2 separate regions of the Zea mays genome follow, and region 2 is linked to region 1. Evidence: chromatin contacts called from public Hi-C data. All regions are on one chromosome and are shown on one strand. Each heading gives the region's core, a stretch centred on a gene start, on an enhancer-like site or on the middle of the called end of the contact. The rest is flanking DNA. Distances are from core to core; before and after follow the strand shown. Region 1 has its middle 59 kb from the start of LOC100192715. Region 2 holds the start of LOC103638903 (RING/FYVE/PHD zinc finger superfamily protein).

Region 1 (2,606 bases), core at 48-2,547:
CCGACGTGGTACCGAGCTCCATTCTGTATCGAAAACTTGTCTAGCTCAGTTGGTAAAATACAAGGCTCTTAATCTTGTGGTCGTGGGTTCGAGCCCCACGGTGGGCGTTTTTAATACTTTTTGTCTGTCACTTATTTGTTTTTTGTTGTCCATATTTTTCGTTTATGTCGCTGATTTGTATGTCCTAATTTATTTCTCATCCAGTTTTATTTTTGTGACTGATTTGTTTATTCATCCAGATTTTTTTATCCGGCGAGCACAGCAGCTGTGTGTCACAGTGCTCACAAGCCGTCAACTTCTCCCCTTGTTTGCTCAGCTAACCACAATAAAAATCAAATGAGAACACTCTTACTTCAATCGTGATCAAATAAAAATATTATATTTTCATTGAGTTCTTTTGAACATAAATTTTAAATACATAATAACATATTCCCAGTAAAAAGAAGCACACATATTCATATTTTTTTTCTTCTGCACTAAATAAAAGTATACTCCATTATATACTTGTCTCATGGATGATATATTTTAGAATTTAATGCATATACAGCTGTTGTGCTCGCCGGATAAAAAAAATCTAGACGAATAAACAAATCAGTCACAAAAATAAAATTGGATGAGAAATAAATCAGGACGGACAAATCAGTGACATAAACGAAAAATATGGACAAAAAAAATAAGTGACAAAGACAAAAAGTATTAAAAAACGCCCATCGTGGGGCTCGAACCCACAACCACAAGGTTAAGAGCCTTGTATTTTACCAATTGAGCTAGACAAGTTTTCTGTATAGAATAGAGCTCGGCGCCAAGATCTATGGCGACGAGCTCGGTACCATGTCGGCGCCACGACGTCCGTTTGTGCCAACGCACCACGTACCTTGGCACCATAACCTATGGCGCCGAGCTGTGTTACCTCGGCGTCATAGACTACGACGCCGAGTAAAAGGTCCAAAAATAACATTAAAATTTTTTAAGGTTTAAACGTGAATTTTTTTTTTCCGATAAAGGACAAAAAAAAATCGGCGAGGAGCCCCGGCCCCCGGAGTTCTTCGCTGCGAGGCCTACATGATCCAGCGTCTTCGTCGGTTAAGAAATTGTGGTTATCGCTGTCGTTCACGACTCGACAGGGGAGCGGCAGGCATGCGACGTGTCGTGTCTTGCTGGTCTGGATGGATGGAACCGTTCGTAGACAGACCGAGCGTTTTATGTTTTTTTTTGTTTGGTTGGGACATGTGGATGACACGGGACATGAAGCGGAAAGCGCTAGACGACGGGAAGGCCCGTCCCAACGGTCCCCGGTGCAGCGCAGACATGAGACGAGACGTGCTGTGCGGGTCTGATCTGATGCGAGTGTCAACAGCTACTTCTGCTAGTAACGGGGAGGCCCATGTCGCTGCGCGTTGACCTCGACGTGGGTCGGGTGGAGAGCAGGAAGCCCATGATCTCGGTGTAAAACATGCGGACAGTACTCCGAGGAAGAACAAATATTAAAATTAGTTTATTTGTGTATAAAACTTTTAGCCTCTTTCTAAATTACCATATTTTGCATAATTTTTTATCTAAAATTAGTTTTTAAATTCGAACGACTAATAATAAATAAAATATGACAAATTAAACGTTGTCATATAATATTTAGTTGTAAATAGATTATGATCATGATGACGGATAACTCTTAATTTTCTTAAACTATATTGTGAATTTTATTTCGTAGGTATTTAACAACACTTTAATTTTGGTACGCCCTCGGCCACTGCATGCCCTTGCTACGACCAAACCCTCACGTGATGAGACGCCATAAACGTTGCTCACAGGATCGGCGGCACGTACGGTGCTCCACTTGCCTAGCAGCGGCAGCCGAGCCTGCCAAACAACGGTTGCCCCTCGCACGGAGTCCTTTTGGCAAGAGAGAGAAAAAAAAACAGGATACAGATGACCTGGCAAGGATTTTGGCATGCCATTTCGTTCTAAAAAATTCCTGCAGAACATGATGTTGCCATATGAACAGTAAAATACTTCTGTTTTAGAGCAAGTCCAACAAACTAGCTACACATCTCGTGCTCGGTAAAATAAACATAAACCCCGTGAATACGGCTTCCAACAGACTCTGTATCAACCTCGTTACTTTACTCCGCTCGGCATCGCCTTGTCGTAGCTAGCCATCTCTGGTGTAGCGCAGACAAACGAGGGAGGCGGCGAGCAGGGCGCAACCCAGGAGGCTGACGATCGCGAAAAGCCTGAGGCGAGTAGGGCGCAACCCACACCAACCCTCGAGGGATGCTTTTGATGCTCGTGGTGCTTCCCTGTCGCAACCTGGCGATGTTGGTCACGCCTAGCCTCTCGGGCTTCCGATCCCGGTTCCCCTGCACAGCAGTCGCCAACGGCGAAGATGAAGGACCGACGACAGTGGAGGGCAAAGCGCCGTCCATTCTCGCCCCGCGCTTCTCGATCAAGACGACCGAGGTGGCAAAAACATTTTGGTTGAAAAACAAAAACCTTGAGTCAAATAAAAAGTTTGTTGGTACACCATCCTTTATAAGCAAGTTGTCTATTTTAAATAGTCCTCTCTAGACTCTATATTTAGCTAGTATTTTTAGATAAGCCGTTGGAGT
Region 2 (2,606 bases), core at 60-2,559, 180 kb before region 1:
TAAAACTATATAAGCTATATTAAATAAGATATATCAAGATAGACAATAATGACTTCAGATTTAGACAATGGTGGACTGTTCAACCAAAAATCTACACATGACAACAAGAATGTCTTGTGAACAATTTAGAACGTGTTAGGTTTACTTGAAAAACATCAATGTGTCATAATACCATAACAAAGAAAAATGTAATGAATGATCATTAAAGAAGCTTCCACTTGCAAAGTAACAATAGCTAATACAAAAAAAGGAGATGCAGAAATGGTGGTGATATATTCTTTTCCTACAGCATCGGAATCACACTCGCCGCCACTAAACTGGAGGCGTCTGAGTATACAAGCATACAAGTGAAGAGGAACAATCTAAAAGGAAATCACTTCTGAGCATCAGATGATCAAAGGGCAGCAAGTATATTCTAACGAAAATCAAGGACCAAAATATTCCCATGCATATGCAGGGAAATACTCATGCCTCCAATGCTCACCTCCATCTTAGAGGCGAGTTCCCGTTGCTCCGATCCCGACGGGCGTCCTCCGCTGCGCCCTTCGGCTGATTCCTACACAGCAGAAACAATACGCATCAATCACCAAACCGAACTGCAGCATCGGCTGTAATACATTAAAAATCAGTTGAAGACCGAAATTCGATTCAGCGGAATTGATATACTCAAAAGAGAAACTCAAATCAAACCGAAACTGGTGTATATATTCGATGAATTTCGATTCGTCTCCTGGTAAAATCGTGTATCCTCAGAAAGCATAAGGAAACCTGAATCATAAGTACGCCAGCATGCGTCGTTTGCAAACCTTCGAATCCACGAACTCCTAACACAGCACATCTCATCCTATTGGGGAAACTAACAACTACCACAAGGCCCCAACAACAACGCGTACGCCACAGCACCGTGGTGGATGCGGCTCGACGCACCTCTAGAGCCGGAAAATCTTTGTGGCGAGTGCGATTGTACAGATCCCTCATGTTACGCTCCTGTGGCCCGCTCATTACACTCACTCCGTCCCCGCCGATCGGCCACACCTCCGGCCCTAACTCCCGACGTGGGCACCGAACAGCCTCAGCTCTCTTCCATACTAGGGCGAAAGACGGAGTCCGGCGAGGGGAAGGAAACGAAGACGAGAGGGGATCGGATTGGGAGGGGTTCGCGCAGGTATGGCGTGGCGAGGAAGCAGCAACGCCGCGGAGGAGCAGAGGACGACAAGAGGAGAGGCGAGGAGAGAGACCAGTACTGGGAGTGCTTTAGAAATTTGGACTCGGGGGACGTGACGGTGACGCGACGGGAGACGGGCGAGATGGGAACGGAATGGAACGGTAGCTCGCGACCCTATTACTCGCTGACTTCTTGGGCCCACTTGTTTTCCTGAGTGAGGGGCCGTAGCCACAGGTCAGTCTTTGGTTCTCCGGCTGCTATACTGGTCATTGTGGACAGCTGGTATACTGGTCATGCTTGGAGATATTATACAAACATGTATACTAATGCATCTGTATATTATACAAGCATGTATACTAATTCATCTGTAAGAATTTTTTAATGTATTTAACTCGCACCTGTAACAATAAGACCGGAATAGTATGCGTGTAACAAAAAATATTAGTTTTATTCCTGATTTCATGCTTTGGCATCGATTTATGTGTTGCAACTATAAATATTTTCCTATTTGGGACTAATAAATAAATACATCTCTTGTGACCGGCGTCGTTTTGTTTGGCAACTCTTTATAGCCCTCGTCCCACCAAAGAAAAAGAACCTTTTTATTGTAGTTTATAGATATTAACCTAATAAAAAATGTTTTTTGTTGATTTTGTTTTCTTGCAACTAGACTTAAAAGTTTGGACCAGATCATTTGGGGTTGCATAGACACGGACCTAAATTATGAGTTTAAAGCACGACCTGACACGAAAAAATAGACCAAGTTGGCACTGCCGAAATGGTCGGGTCGTGGTGTGCCTCAAATTTAGGCATAACGGGTGACACAGCGACTACCCTTGGACTGACACAATATAAAGCGACGCACGAATTAGAAAATTAGCTTAGCTTGGCCCGCTCGAAACTCACAAGCAACTTCCAGTTTGAGCTGACTCGCAGGACTCGAGCTTATTTTTCAACCCTAGTGAGTAATAATAGATAACTTCCATGTGCTTCCAAGAATCAATAGCACAACAGCTAGGGGGCATTTGGTTGAAAAAAATCGGCCAAAGCGTTGTTTTCTTTTAAGTAGTTCTTTGTCGAACGTCCATAGACGTTTTTTATGTTTTGAACTAAGAAAGAACAATCACCTAAATAGGTGCTTTACAATTATTACAGTTTATTTCTAGGAGATTTGGATTGATCATAGCCAAATGGCACCAATTTTAGCTAAGAAAATTTGTTTCCTCCAATAGACATCTCTAACGAGAATTTGGATTTGAAACATCTATGAGATAATTTGGATCGATCTGTACTGAGCGTGTTATCGATAAAGATCCAGAATCACGTAGAAATGTTTTGGATATAGATTCTTTCAAGAAATATTTCTGGTAATGAATTAGAACCACTTTGTAAAACGGTTTGGCTGATAGTTTAATTTGGATCCCAGATTCTATCTGTATGT

Evidence for each region. A called contact is a pair of places that touch in the nucleus more often than the background predicts.
Region 2: a contact with region 1 is called in a Hi-C map of ear, with 3 times the contacts expected there. The contact joins the promoter of LOC103638903 here to the enhancer-like site in region 1. A contact is called at or near these places in 2 of 25 Hi-C or Micro-C datasets (ear and leaf).

What each region holds. Positions count from the first base shown.
Region 1 is chr9:118,177,037-118,179,642 of Zm-B73-REFERENCE-NAM-5.0, reverse strand. No RefSeq gene overlaps it. Among protein-coding and RNA genes, the nearest start is that of LOC100192715, 59 kb to the left of the region's middle. Within about 2 kb of position 1,297, at least 17 of the 20 cell types and tissues checked have an H3K27ac peak or open chromatin away from gene starts, as enhancers often do. A contact at or near this core is called in ear and leaf, where this site is marked.
Region 2 is chr9:118,355,189-118,357,794 of Zm-B73-REFERENCE-NAM-5.0, reverse strand. LOC103638903 (RING/FYVE/PHD zinc finger superfamily protein) reads right to left here and starts at 1,309. Exons shown (of 11, transcript XM_008661696.3): 1 at 928-1,309; 2 at 485-556. The coding sequence starts at 1,002.